5 separate regions of the Mus musculus genome follow, and all the other regions are linked to region 3. A link is a contact called in public Hi-C, Micro-C and promoter capture Hi-C data. All regions are on one chromosome and are shown on one strand. Each heading gives the region's core, a stretch centred on a gene start, on an enhancer-like site or on the middle of the called end of the contact. The rest is flanking DNA. Distances are from core to core; before and after follow the strand shown.

Evidence for each region. Promoter capture Hi-C pulls out the DNA fragments that hold promoters and counts their contacts. A called contact is a pair of places that touch in the nucleus more often than the background predicts.
Region 1: a Micro-C map of embryonic stem cells shows a contact between it and region 3, with 2.0 times the contacts expected there. The contact joins the promoter of Tnfaip3 here to the promoter of Olig3 in region 3. A contact is called at or near these places in 3 of 39 promoter capture datasets (embryonic stem cells, hippocampal neurons and stem cell-derived epiblast-like cells), 5 of 484 Hi-C or Micro-C datasets (the HPC-7 cell line, double positive thymocytes, embryonic stem cells and 1 more), 1 of 115 datasets of contacts at active chromatin or transcription factors (embryonic stem cells) and 1 of 9 other capture datasets (adipose tissue).
Region 2: a contact with region 3 is called in a Hi-C map of CD8 T cells, with 2.2 times the contacts expected there. The contact joins the enhancer-like site here to the promoter of Olig3 in region 3. A contact is called at or near these places in 8 of 39 promoter capture datasets (the 3T3-L1 cell line, the C10 cell line, the HPC-7 cell line and 4 more), 7 of 484 Hi-C or Micro-C datasets (B cells, CD8 T cells, Th2 cells and 3 more), 2 of 115 datasets of contacts at active chromatin or transcription factors (embryonic stem cells and stem cell-derived neural progenitor cells) and 3 of 9 other capture datasets (adipose tissue, embryonic stem cells and macrophages).
Region 4: a contact with region 3 is called in a Hi-C map of hematopoietic stem and progenitor cells, with 2.0 times the contacts expected there. The contact joins the enhancer-like site here to the promoter of Olig3 in region 3. A contact is called at or near these places in 11 of 39 promoter capture datasets (the 3T3-L1 cell line, 3T3-L1-derived adipocytes, the C10 cell line and 6 more), 2 of 15 datasets of contacts at CTCF or cohesin (CD8 T cells and large pre-B cells), 11 of 484 Hi-C or Micro-C datasets (B cells, the HPC-7 cell line, Th1 cells and 5 more), 3 of 115 datasets of contacts at active chromatin or transcription factors (double positive thymocytes, large pre-B cells and memory CD8 T cells) and 2 of 9 other capture datasets (adipose tissue and liver).
Region 5: a contact with region 3 is called in a promoter capture Hi-C map of embryonic stem cells. The contact joins the promoter of Slc35d3 here to the promoter of Olig3 in region 3. A contact is called at or near these places in 10 of 39 promoter capture datasets (the 3T3-L1 cell line, cranial neural crest, embryonic stem cells and 5 more), 13 of 484 Hi-C or Micro-C datasets (differentiating embryonic stem cells and embryonic stem cells), 5 of 115 datasets of contacts at active chromatin or transcription factors (embryonic midbrain and embryonic stem cells) and 2 of 9 other capture datasets (adipose tissue and embryonic stem cells).

Annotation. Positions count from the first base shown.
Region 1 is chr10:19,014,004-19,016,703 of GRCm38.p6, reverse strand. It overlaps Tnfaip3 (tumor necrosis factor, alpha-induced protein 3), which reads left to right and starts at 1,294. Exons shown (of 9, transcript NM_009397.3): 1 at 1,294-1,551.
Region 2 is chr10:18,915,838-18,918,537 of GRCm38.p6, reverse strand. No RefSeq gene overlaps it. Among named protein-coding and RNA genes, the nearest start is that of Perp, 72 kb to the right of the region's middle. Within about 2 kb of position 1,322, at least 53 of the 459 cell types and tissues checked have an H3K27ac peak or open chromatin away from gene starts, as enhancers often do. A contact at or near this core is called in CD8 T cells, the HPC-7 cell line, Th2 cells and 2 more, where this site is marked.
Region 3 is chr10:19,355,274-19,357,973 of GRCm38.p6, reverse strand. It overlaps Olig3 (oligodendrocyte transcription factor 3), which reads right to left and starts at 1,435. Exons shown (of 1, transcript NM_053008.3): 1 at 1-1,435. The coding sequence starts at 1,345. The coding sequence ends at 524.
Region 4 is chr10:19,690,559-19,693,258 of GRCm38.p6, reverse strand. All of the region lies in intron 1 of Gm33332 (a long non-coding RNA gene), which reads left to right. Among named protein-coding and RNA genes, the nearest start is that of Il20ra, 21 kb to the left of the region's middle. Within about 2 kb of position 1,293, at least 128 of the 459 cell types and tissues checked have an H3K27ac peak or open chromatin away from gene starts, as enhancers often do. A contact at or near this core is called in B cells, CD8 T cells, the HPC-7 cell line and 7 more, where this site is marked.
Region 5 is chr10:19,850,141-19,852,840 of GRCm38.p6, reverse strand. It overlaps Slc35d3 (solute carrier family 35, member D3), which reads left to right and starts at 1,382. Exons shown (of 2, transcript NM_029529.3): 1 at 1,382-2,257. The coding sequence starts at 1,819.

The sequences.
Region 1 (2,700 bases), core at 45-2,544, 340 kb after region 3:
TCTAGGAATCCTGCCAGGGGACCCTAGAGATACACACTCACACACACACACACACACACACACACACACACACACACACACACAGAGTAAATTAATCACACTAAACACTATTTAAAATAACATCAGGTCACTCCGCAGACCTCCCGTGGTCCCTCAAACAGATCCCGGCTCCTTTCCGGGAAGAGCCTCACACCCTGCACCCTAGCCCCAGCACAACCACCCAGAGAGCTCTGCTCAGCCCCTTGATGTATCAAATGTGGCTGACCCTTGAGGTCTTATCTCTAGACTGCCTGGAGGTTTCTTTGTCACAGAGTTTCAATGTCACCTTCTCAGAGTGGCCCTTCCTGGCCAGTGAATGAAGCCACCTCAGTTTCTAGTGTGTAGCTCTGCAGAGAGTATCCCCACCCCACCCCACCTCACCCCCATACACACTCCACTTTCTCCAGAAAGGTAAAAGCATTTTCGCTTCTTTCTGCAGAGCTCAAGCCCCTGTCTAAGTGAAGCGAAGCTTTCTCCCCTCTCAAGAAAGGCAAGTCGGGGATCAATCAGGGCATTGTGGAAGGCTATCCTCCATTGGCTTCATGGGGCGAACTAATTCTCAGGCCAGCCAAACAATACTTAAGAAAACAACTGTAGAAGGATCGGGGAAAGCCAGCAATAAACTTGAAGAAATTTCTAAACTTTAAAACGCTCCTTGGAACAGGGAAATAAAGGAGAAATGGAGGGTGTGTAGGAGTGGGGGTGGGGGAGGCGAATCTAATTCTCTCTGAAATTGACCTTGCCCCCCCCCACCCCCCGTAACTCAAAAACTGCAGGACCATGGGGTCTGATCTCACTCTGCACTGCATCCAACCTGAAGCTGACACATGGCTTGGAGAACCCTGCCGCTTTTTCTGTCAATTCCCTTCGGGACCCTGCGGAGGGCTCTTTCTGAAGTGCTCATCACGTGCACAGCCCAGACTTCAAAGCCAAGCTTCAAGCCTGAGGTCCTGTGTGTCTGGGTGGTTTTTTGGGTTTTCTCTCTAATTTCCCTTCCTTTTCACAGCTGATTTTCTTCAGAAAAGAAGCTATAAAAAAGAACCTATTGCATTTCCAGTTCCCATCACCGCGATTTCCACATGGATGTGACGTGGAAGGCAGCTTCCGAAATGCCCAGGTGACTCACGCGGGGACACCCCGGGGCGGGACCTAGGAGTTTCTCCGGGCGGGGCGGGCACGGCTTAGAGCGCCCTCTGCCGGTCGGCGGCGCGCCACGCGGGTCACGTGACTGGAATTTCCATCGGAAATCCCCCTGTTGGCAAAGCATACAACTGAAAGGCAAAAAAGGGAACTGCCCAGTCTGTAGTCTTCGGAGCCGGAGGCGGAGCGGTGAGCCAGGCCGCCGAAAGACGTGCACACCCCCTCAGCCAGCGAGCCCGATCGGGTGTCCATGGGGCTCCGCCTCGGCCCGACCCCCACCACGACCCGGACCACGATCCCGGGCTGCGGCGCGCGCCAGTGACGGCCGGCCGGCCACTTGGGCTCTGCGAGGGCTCCGCGCGGCCCCAAGAGGTGAGCGATGCTCCGGCTGCGGGGTGCACGGCTAGCAGAATGCGGGGGTCCTCGGTCAGTGGGGTGCACTGCCAGCCAGATTCGGGGTGCACGGCCAGCTCAGTGTGGAGCTGCCTTGCGCTGGCTTTGCAGGGATCCTGGAGTTGGGGTATTGTTGGCCGGAGTTGAGGTCCCGGTGCCAGGTGTTTAGGTTGACAGCCCGAAGTTTCTTCAGCCGACTAGTTAGCTAGCTATTCCTTTTCGATCCTGCAGGGTGACAGGAGCTGCAGCTGGCTGATGAATAGTCAGTCACCTTTTGGGTTCCTAGGTCGTGTGGTCGTGGGTGACACCCCCCCCCCACTTGGAAATCAAGTGCAGCGTGTTCATAGGCACGTAGACCTTGCAGAACCGCGTTGGGCTTTTTTCCCATATTGTGCACAACTGGCCCAACAGGGGATGGGTTTCTCAGAGGCCACCAAATCCAACTTGGAGACTTCGGTCAGCTAACCTTTCAGTGATCTGTGGGAGGAGGGTTGCGGGGCGGGAGGTGGAGGGGAGGGGCGTGCTTTGAGATTGCCACTAGGTCTCTAGTTGCCACAGTTTAAGAAGAGTATGCATGCAGAAATGATTCTCTGGCCTGCTTGTTGGGGACTCCACTTTAGGTGGCATGTAAGACTCCCTGCTGCAGCCCCGACTCCACACTGAGATAGTGTGTTGTCAGTCCGGGTCCGTTGTCCCACATCCTGCCACCTGGCCTCTCAGGAAAGCTGAGGTATTAAGAGCTCTTTTTGGAGCATGCTTTGTTTTCTCCTGGTCTCTGATCTTTCTTTGGAAAGCTAGTCTGGTCAAGTGGGGGCACCGTTTGGAGAACTGATCACAGTTAGTTAGCCTTCTGATGTCCCAGATTATTGAGCAACTGATCCGGTCTCCATTCTTATTGTCTGAGATGCTACTTGGATCTTTTGCAGTTCTTTGTATGGATTTGTTTTGTTTTGTTTTGCTTTGCTTTGCTTTTTTTGGAGGGGTACTTCCCAACAGTTGCCCGAGGTATCTGTTGATAAATAATACATAAGTTTCCACATCGCAGACAAAAAAAAAAATCTGTTCAGAGTGGAAAAATAAAACTGGGGGAAAGACTTTGATGAGTAAGTTCTATAGAATCTTATTGAT
Region 2 (2,700 bases), core at 73-2,572, 440 kb after region 3:
AGGCAACACTTGTCAATGTCTAGAGATGCTTTTGGATGCCATAAACTAGGTAGGGGTGTATTATTGGCATCCAGCAAGTGGCAGCCAGAAGGCTACTAACTATGCTATAATGGAAAGAGTACACAAAGAATTATCCAATCCAAGATGTCGTTACTGTAGAGGTAGAAAGCCCTACTCAAAGAAGCCTCAATGCCCAAGCCTATCACCACTATGTGAGATCTGTCCCATCTTACACTCTCGAGACATACTAGTTAGTTAGGAAAGAGAGAGTAGTTGAAGAAGTTGAAGAATGGTCTTGGGTAGTGGTTGTGGTCCGTGGAGAGTCAGAGACAGATCCCGAGAATCCCTCTCAGGTCATGAGCTTCTTGGCTCAAAGCTCCTTCTCCTTTCCTCTTTATTACATGGATGCATCCCTGTTGGTGTGTGTCTTTCCTCTTTATTACATGGATGCATCCCTGTTGGTGTGTGTCTTTCCTCTTTATTACATGGATACATCACTGTTGGTATGTGTCTTTCCTCTTTATTACATGGATACATCCCTGTTGGTGTGTGTCTTTCCTCTTTATTACATGGATGCATCCCTGTTGGTGTGTGTCTTTCCTCTTTATTACATGGATGCATCCCTGTTGGTGTGTGTCTTTCCTCTTTATTACATGGATGCATCCCTGTTGGTGTGTGTCTTTCCTCTTTATTACATGGATGCATCCCTGTTGGTATGTGTCTGAATACTTTCTGCTGTCTTGAGTCACTTCCCTTACTTGCATGTCCAACCATGGAATCCAGTGTGCATGACCTCCTTGAAGAACACTGATTAAAATAAGTTTCAAATACAAATGGAGAATTCAGGTAACTCGAGCCTTAAAGAAAAGAAAACATGTTGAAAATGTAAACTCATTCTTGTAGTTTCCCAAGGAGACAGCTGCTTTTAGAAGAAGGTCAAGAGTCTATCTTGTACTCACTCACACATGTAGGCTGTGAATGCCTGTGGTTATAGCACCGTTTCCTCCCTCGGAACTTTCCTACATCAGCAGCCCGCCCGTTGTCGTTTGTGATGAACTGTCATCTAGTTGGATATGCTTCTTTTTTTTCTTTTTTCTTTTAGTTTCTTTTTAAATCTTCTCCCTCCCACGTTTCCTTCAGCTTACTTCTTTCCTTCTGTTTCTTACTTCTCTGTGTTATTCCTCATTTCATTCCAATTTTAGGAACAAGAAGAAAAATGTTCACTATGGGTGATGTCTACCTCTCTGTGTACACTTTGGAGGTGTGGGGGTGGTGTGCAGGGGCTGGAAGGTGGGGGGAGGGGAGTAGTGTTTCTTTTAAAAATCATATGCTGCCATCTGGTGGTCAATTTATATACTCAACCAAATAGCTGGGTTCAGACTGTTTCAAGTGTCTGACAGTGAACTGGGTCCTGCTTGACTATAGGCGAGCAATAATTGATATTGTCTCTCTTCATGGTTAAAGTCCCAGTGTTCAAAGCTACTCCTTCCCCTTAAGATTTTTATTTCTCTCAGGCAGATGGAATAGTTTGTTCCCAAATTGAATACAGAAAAATCTGAGCCTAAAACAAATCTTTGTTGTAAGTTCACAGCCTGTAAACTCTTCCATAGGATTTGTGGATTCCTGAATCTCCCTTTCAGCTCGCCCTGATTAATTTTAAATTTACTGGACTAGCAAAAGGGGGCATGGAACTGGCTGTTGGCAATGCTGGTGATTGGATGAACACTGTACCACTATACTATACCCCTAACCCTCAGAGAGAGATTTTAAAGGTAAAAGTAAAATATACTTGATATAATGGTACAGATACATATTTTTTCTATAGCAAGGAACTTTTCCCACAGAGAGAGAGAGAGAAAGACAGATAGAGACAGAGACAAAGAGGGGGAGAGAAAGACAGAGAGGGAGAAAGGAGGGAGAGGGAGGGAGGGAGGGAGGGAGGGAGGGAGGGAGGGAGGGAGGGAGGGAGAGAGGGAGGGAGAGAGACTATGAACAATGATACTACTCCCCAAAGCAACTCAGAGGACCTTGAAAACCATTTTTCATTCCACAACCCATCAGCAAATCCACTGTGTCTCTTAATCCTTTTTAAATCCTCCTCCATCCTGTCTTCCTTTTCCTCTTATTTGGTACAACCGTACACCAGGTTCTCCCTCTCCCTTTTTTTCATCCTCTCCCTCCAGAGACACTGTGTGTGTCTCTGCATTTTTATTTACCTGTCTGTCTGTCTCTGCCTCACCCCAGAAAGTAGATCCAGTTGTTCTAACAAGGGGCTAGAGACTGACTGGAGTGCGAGAAGTGGAGAGGAGATGCTGTCTCTGGAGATGGCATCAGATGGACAGGGCTTTCACTCAAGTGTAGCCTCTACTTCCTTTGCTTCGTTTTTAGTGTGAATTTACAGAATTGCTTTGATTGAAAACTGAATGGCAAATCCTCTAAGACGGTGGCTTTAGGTCATCCAAGAACAGGATGTTGTAGCCTAAAGGAGAATCTCAACAAAAAGCCCTGTGAAGAGTGAGCTATGGTGACCGAAATCCCTATGAACACTGAACTACAATGACTGAGGTCCCCACAGACAGTGAACTATAGTGACCAAGGCCCTTGTGAACAGTAAGCTATCGTGACTGAGGTCCCTATGAGCAGTGAACTATGGCAGCAGAGGGCCCTGTGAAGTGTGAGCTGTGATGACCGAGGTTCCTA
Region 3 (2,700 bases), core at 186-2,685:
CTCTCTCTCTCTCTCTCTCTCTCTCTCTCCATTGTCTCTGAAAAATCTATAAGGGCAGAGACAATCATAAGTGTATCTAGCTCGATGAAATATTTACATTTGCTTTGCACAAAAGGGATAGCCATCTTTCCTCCAAGATAAGAACACAGCCAGAAAGAGCCAACTCCAAAGTTCCTTTGCAAGTTTTAAACTCCACTGATCCCATCGTTAAACAACAAATGCAGTTTTGACAAGAGCATACCACAGTGAGAAATACTGGCGTGGCATGAGGGAAAGAAGCATGCATGCAAAACAGGACTTCGGGTTCCAGTCCCCTTCGCTAACACCTAGGTATTCCAGTTTGGTTTTGGCACGCCCCGCTGGGGTGGGTCAACTGGAATCTGGATCTGTAGGGCGCTGGCGAGGCCTGGGGCCGCGCGCCCACCCTCCCGCAGGCCGAGCAGTCTCCCTTTCCCTCCTGGCCCGGCACTGCGACCCCTGCCTCAGCTCTCCCTTCCTCCTCCCGGCCGGGCCAGCCCGTGGCTCACTTGAGCAAGTCCTTGGATTCAGCCGAAAGCCGGGCCATGTTGGCGGTGGAGAGAGCGGACAGGTGCGGCGGTGGTGGCATCTGGCAGATGGTGCAGGGACAGGGCAGCCCCGCCCAGTGCTGGAAGCCGCTGCCCAATTGTAGCGCGGGCGGCGTGGAGGGCGCCTTGAGCAGTGAGTGGGGAGGACGGATGGTGCCAATGGTCGGCAGGGAGGTCGCGGACAGAGGGGACGAGGCATTGCCAGAGGAGAGCGCGCCGCCCAGGATAGGGTGCACCGGGTGCACAGCGTTGGCTGCGTGTGCCGGGTGGCCGGCCGAATGCCCCACAGTCCCACAGTGGAAGGCCGAGTGGTGTCCCCCGTAGATCTCTCCAACCAACCTCTTCATCTCCTCCAGGGAGCTGGTGAGCATGAGGATGTAGTTTCTGGCCAGAAGCAGAGTGGCGATCTTGGAGAGCTTGCGCACCGAGGGCCCGTGAGCGTAGGGCATGACCTCGCGCAGACCATCCATGGCGAGGTTCAGGTCGTGCATCCTCTTGCGTTCGCGTCCGTTGATCTTCAGCCGCAACTGCTGAAGATCCTGCTCCGACAGCTGCTTCTTGATTTTGTACTTGCTGCTTTCTCCTGCAGCCTTGGCGCCTGCCCTCGAGAGGCTTTCCCCTGGCATCTTCTGGACCATATCGCCCTGTGTGGAGGAGACCGAGTTCAGACGACTCTCCTGATGGTGGTGGTGGTGGCGGTGGTGGTGGTCTCTTAGGTACATCTCATCCATGTCCGGAGATGACGCTCTGCTGGAGACAGAGCTCGAATCAGAATTCATTTTATTACAAGAGATGCGGCCTTATGGTTGAGGAGCCTTTAGGCAGGAAATTAAAGAGAATCTTGAATTAAAAAAAAAAAAAAAAAAAAAGCAAGGTCCAGGAACCCACTTCCCCAGTTGTAAAACCAGAGAAGAAAAGTCAAGGCCCTGCCTTGCCCCGCCTCTCTCTCTCTCCTGGCTTGCTTCGCTATCTCTGGTTTAGCTGTTTCCTGCACTGCACATTGGTGTGTGCCTGAACTAACCTCTTGCAGTAAAAGAGGGGCTTTTATAGCGCTGCAGTGGAGAAAAGAGACAAAAGGAGCCCTCCTATCTATCCTGGGCTGGTTAAGATGACGTGCCATCATCATTCAGGGCGGTGCGCTTTGCTGTCCCAGTTAGCAAGGATTCCTATTCATATTCATTGTGGGGCCGCCCTGGGACACCTCTGCTTGGAACCACAAGGAGCCCCCAGGCACAAAACCCTTTGATTGACACACTCACCGCGGATGCACTGGACTTCTTGTTTTTGTTGTTGTTTTGTTCTTTAAAAACTTTCTTCTGTGCCACTCCCCTCATTCTATTTCTTTTAACCAAATCTTACACTTAAAATGAAGGGAAGGAACAGAAGTTGCCTGGAAGATCAGCCTACGACGTTACTTTGGACTTAGAAGATATGGGTTGTTCTCTATCTAGTTTACAGAAATGTGGGCAAAACAAGGTCTCAATAGAAAGCCGGATACCGGAGCCAAAACGGGGCAGGTTCAACCAGGGAGACTTGGAGACTTTGCTGACTGAAGTTGTTATTCACTGGTACATTTTCTCTAAATTCAGTTAATTTTGTTTATTTGCCCTTTCCGGTAAATTAAAAAAAAAAAAAAAACATGTGCCCATTTGGCAATGCGTTTTTGCCTTTGATGCTACTGTGGAGAAGTCTTCTTTTGCGTTAAAAATAGCGAATTGAAATAATTTTGGTTTTGTACATTTCTTTAACTTCTTAGCTATAGAACTGAGGGAGGAGAGACAAAACCCCCAATGTTATATGAAAATCAATTTAGGAAGAAAATTTGGGGAGAGAAAAGGGTGAAGAAAAATGGGAGAGTTAGGGATTGAAACGAATCTCAAGAGCTCGGTACAGATCTTTGGGGTTCCAGCTTCCCAAATGGGGTAGCTAACTGCCTTCTTCGCCTCAAGTTCCACTGTGTGTTGGGATGGGATGAAGGCAGTCTTTGGCCTCAGGGTGAAAGCTGAGAGCATCCAGAGTTTAGCACCAGACCACCTGGAGCGGCAGCTGAGCAGAGCGGGAGTTCAGGGTAAAATCAAGTGTGTGGTGTGTGTGCGTGTGCATGTGTGTGTGTATGTGTGTGCACAGGACCTGG
Region 4 (2,700 bases), core at 44-2,543, 340 kb before region 3:
CTGTCCTTCCAGGCTTCTGCAATGTTCTCATAAGAAACACGCCAGAGGGCAGAGGTTCACCTGTGCAGGACCCCCTCAACATGGGATCGTCTGCAGTTCCAAAGTGAAATTGATTTTTGATTCTCAGCAGCGTAGACAGAGAAGAGATGAGTGGGCTCGAGTGGGCCTTTCCCATCTAGGCACTTAGGTGGTGCTCGGACAGAGCTCTAGGATCTGTCAGTCAAGAGGCGGCAGGCTCACTTACAGGGTCACAGCTAGAATCAAGGACTGCTACTCACGTTAGGTTCACATCCGACATGGCTTGCATGTAAACAGAACACCGGAATCCCTTCATCGGAAAACAGAACAGGAAGTGCAAAAATGGGGCTCAGTGACCAGTGTGAAATTGGGCCAGCTTTTTTTCTTGGGAAGAACTTTTTAACAGCAGAGGTTACCACTTGAACCAGAAGAGACCCTAGCACCAGTTCCTTGAGGGTTTCCACCTATGTGCACGGTCTGAGAGTTCCCCCTTCCTACCTACCATGGTGACACAAGCTGCTTTGACCTCTATCTATTACTTACCCCATCATCTTTGAGCCAATGTACCTACTTATCATTTAATCAAGGTTTTAACAAGTCTGGAGCAATTTGCTACAGTCCCCGTGGGGCATCTCCTCTGGAGAGGGTATTTACTCTGTTATTCAACATGACAACATTCGTTTATCGGATGCTGTTTTCTGAGTTCCATACACTGGTAGGTTGAGCAGGGACACAGTCCATGCAGTACCCGTTACTGAAGAATTGAAGTATTTCCGTGTTGAGATCTTAAGGTAGAGGGCACCGATTGCTTTGTAGATATCGTCAGTGTGTGGAGATGGACTTGACTTTCCCATGTGGAGTAGCTTGACTTACTCAGCTACTCTGTGTCCAGAGGCAGCTTCATGAGGTCTTTGTGCCTTTGAAATAAGTCCTGTGGCAGCCTCGGGGAAGCTGTGTGAAGGCTGTTCGTGAACAGCCAAAGAGTTTTGTTTTAAAGTTAACTCTCACCCTGGAGTGTCTTTCAGAGTTTGTCCTTGTGCTTAAGATATAACGCCCCCAACCCCATCGCAGTGGTGACTTGGACGATGGCCGCTTCTACGTCTCTATGAAGCAACACCTTTTTCTACTCTTAGATTTACTGCCAGTTCGAACTTCCTCTAACTGCCCGGCAGTTTCTGCATCGGGACTTCGGTAAGCGAAGCTTCCTCTGACTGTTTTGCTCTTTTGTAACGGCTCTCACTTCCTCTCTGCCACATGCACACTCAAGTGTCAGTTTGAACTCTGGTGACTTCTACGGTGAAGCCGGAGCTGTGCATTAGTCAGCTGCGCCCCAACCCCCATTCTACAGTCCTTATGACACTCATGCCCGTGACACTTCTCAGATGCCCCCAACAGCACATTCCTTTCTGTAGCAATCCCATGGCTAGGGGAGTTTGCCACTTGACCCCTATAGCATACTGCTATCAGTTCTCACACTTCTTTGAGGGGGTCTTCATTGCCAATTGGCCAGCAAATAATCTATCTATAAAATACCGCTAAGTAACTGTTAGGATCATTTTTGAAGCCAAGTGTCTTTGGTTGGGTCCCCGGAAACAATTCTGAAATGGAGACTTCTGGGCAGTGGTTTAATTAACTGGTAAATGCTCTGAGGGTCAATACCGGCAGGGATGAGGGAGTAACTGTGTCAGAGGCTGCATGCTGACTTGATGCAGAAGGTGGGGCCAATCCCACTCAGGTGCTGAGGATCTGGGGGTGGGGCACCTCCAGTTGGTCCTGCCTGAGTTGCCCCAGTTGATGCCAGAGGCTACGAAGAGGAGTGACCTGGCATTCCTCAGTCAGTGAGACCACAGCTTAGGGGCAGTTTCTTCCAGGCAAAGGCAGAGCCTTGAGGACACACCCAGAAGCAGTCAACTGGCTGTGGGAAACAAGGACATGCAGTCTGAAGTATGCTTGCTCCCTTCCCAAGTACTGTCCTTTTTTTCTGGATCTCTTCTGAAGTGTGTTGAAATCCTTAATTTATCTCTTTGCCCCATCTTTTTATTTCTAAAATAAATGTTTCTGTTAGTATTATGTTATATTAGATGTTCTATTTATCTAAAATAAATATTTCTTTTAAAAAAGATTTCCTTTTAAACAAATACTCCCAGAAGTAATAGAGTGAATATGCACTTTGGAGTGAAATAAAAACTGGATTAAAAAGAAATGTTTTTCTAGTGGTGCTGATCCACACTGTGAATTACTTTACTCTATGATTCAAGTGGTATTTCTAACCAATACACACTTTCTGGTTTAACAATAACTTTTCAAAAAACTGTAAACGAAAATCTTATCTATTTGTATGTCAATGGTAGGTTTCTGCCAATAACATTTGCTAGCAAGAATCGTTTTTTTAAAAATTTTATTTATTTTTTTGATTTGCATGTTGATTTTTCTTTTTTATTAATTAATTTATTTTTTTACACTCCATATTTTATTCCTCCCCCCATCCTCCAACTGCTCCACATCTCATACTTGCTCCCCACCCCCTGTCTCCATGTGGATGCCCCCATCCCTCACCCCACCTGAACTCTAAACTCCCTGGGGCCTCCAGTCTCTTGAGGGTTAGATGCATCATCTCCGAATGAACACCAACCCAGCAGTCCTCTGCTGTATATGTGTTGGGGGCCTCATATCAGCTGGTGT
Region 5 (2,700 bases), core at 133-2,632, 490 kb before region 3:
TGTGCTGGGCGCTAGCCTAAGCCTGCCTATGGCTGAGATGGTGTGCTTTCTCACGAGAGCACCCACAATACAAAAGCTGGCCCACATGAGAAACTGCAGTGAACCTGGTTCTAATTCCTGTTCCAATTTCTTCCTCCTGCTGAGCTTATAATCCGTTTCTACATCTGTACCCCACGGTTGGGTGCATCATAGAAGTGGAAAACCATAAAGATAAAAGATTTCGAGGAAATGTACCCATGTGCCCAGGCAAGGAGATGTGGTGTTTAAAGGTTTGAAATTCCAGTCGTTAAGAGATGAGACCCCAGTGACTGAAAGGGACGTGACACAGAGACCAGAGACCTCAAATCCTTAGCTTCTCAGCGGAAGCTTGGACATCACTATAAATTTTAAATAGCATGGGAAAAAAAAAAAAAAAAAAAAAAAAACGACTGTAGCTGGCAATTACAGAAGCCAAGCTAGTGGCTCTGCGCTGCTGAGTTTTCTGAGGGTCAGAACGTAACTTGCCTGCAAGTGAATTCAGATCAAAGCCTCACTGGGGTGGGGGTGGAAGGACCTGGAGCGAGTGGGGGTGGGGGTAGTCACAAAAGGTAAAGTAGGGAGGAACACATGCGCACTTTTCACAATGGGGCAGAGGAGTGCTCTCTGGCGAGGGAAAGTGGTACCCACACAATCCTACTATCTGAAGCCGGTTCCCTGGAATTCAAAAACCGTTCTCCGGAACACCTGGACAGGGTGGAGTGTCTATGGTTCATCCTTGCGTCACACACCCTCTGCTTTCTCCCTTTCGTCATTTCAGCAGTCCATCTATCTCTACCTGGCCTCTGGGCTCCTTCCCCTCACGCTCCTTCACTGCTAGTACTATCAGCTTGCCCTCGGTTAGTGTCTGCTTTTGCCTATTTTATATCTTTGCCTAAATTAAGTGTGTCCCTCCATTCCCACGACCCGATGCCCAGACGCCATTCTCCATAAGGAAAGCTCCTGCAGCGCCACGCAGGATCTCAGGACCTTTTCTGGGAGGGGCGCAGAACCCAAGCTCACAGCCTGGCACCAGAAAAGGCCAACTTCGGGGCTCCAAAGCACTCCCCAGCAGCTGGTTCTTTTAAGGCCCTGGGATCTAATGTCAGGGGGCCCGCCGCCCTCCAGCACCGACGTGTCTCATTTCCCGTGCAGCGCTGAGAGAGACCGTGGGTGGAAAATCCGCTGCAACTCGCGGGCCACCGGGCTGGGGGCGCCGTCACTTGTTGCGACCAATGAACGGTGCTCAGTGCTGGAGCGTTGTTTCTAATACCGTCTTTAGCTGTGCAGGGGATCCCCCAGCACGCACCCCGCTGCTCTGCCACTGTGGGAAGGGAGGAGGTGCCGCGCCCGGAGAGCCGACCCCGGTGGGCGCTGGATGCCCCAGGGAAGCAGGCTCCACCCGCCCCGCGGCAGCCGCCTCAGCAGGTCCAGTCCGCACTCCGCAGAGCATCCTTCTGACCCAGGAACCACACGGGACACAGCTCATCAGGGATCCTCACCTACTTCCAAGTCGCGGTCTCTAGGATTCCCGCCACTCCTCTCACACCCGTCCCCCACCCCTGCCACTTTTCGGAGTCCCCCGCCCCCGCCTCCCGGCATCTGCGGGGCAGTCGCACGCGGAGCTGCTGAGCCGGGAGGACGCCCGGCTGGAGCTGCCCTCCGCAGCCCAGCCCGCACTCCCTGCCCTTCGCTTCGTCCCGCCGCCCGGCCCGCGCCCCCGCTGCCCTCGCTCTGCGCCTCCCCGCCGACCTCCTGCGAGTCTCGAGCTCCGCCACGGCGGGGTACGGCGGGGCCGGCGCGATGCGGCAGCTGTGCCGGGGCCGCGTGCTGGGCATCTCGGTGGCGATCGCGCACGGGGTCTTTTCTGGCTCCCTCAACATCCTGCTCAAGTTCCTCATCAGCCGCTACCAGTTCTCCTTCCTGACCCTGGTGCAGTGCCTGACCAGCTCCACCGCCGCGCTGAGCCTGGAGCTGCTGCGGCGCCTGGGGCTCATTGCCGTGCCCCCCTTCGGCCTGAGCCTAGCTCGCTCCTTCGCTGGGGTTGCCGTGCTCTCCACGCTGCAGTCCAGTCTCACTCTCTGGTCGCTGCGCGGCCTCAGCCTGCCCATGTACGTAGTCTTCAAGCGCTGCCTGCCCCTAGTCACCATGCTCATCGGTGTGCTGGTGCTCAAGAACGGCGCGCCCTCGCCCGGAGTGCTAGCGGCCGTGCTCATCACCACCTGCGGCGCCGCCCTGGCAGGTGAGCGGGACCCGCGTCAACCCTGGTCCACCCAACCCACCCGGTAGAGACCGCTGGGACCACTCGGTGCAACGCCCTCACTGCCAGATGGGGATACTGAGGCAGGGAGCTTTGAGTGGTCCTTGGGATCACAAAAGGGACTTTTCTTCTGAGACCCAGCGCAGCCTCTCTCAGCCTTCAAGCCTCCTCCATCAGCCCTGCCCCCCAGGTGTCCAGGCTTCCGCCACCCCACCCCCACCCCTTTCCTCCCCCACCCGGGTCTTTCTTGTTCAGCCCCTTCCTCAGGAGGGATGGAGAGTCGCCAGCGCAGAGAACTGGAGTCCAGCCCTGCACTGAGCCGGAAGGAAGGGGGCCGGGAACTTCCTCGGATCACGCGGGGTTGGGGAGCTGGAGAGACGGGAGTGAAGCCTGAGCAACCTGGGCTCAGTACCCGGGCCCTAGGC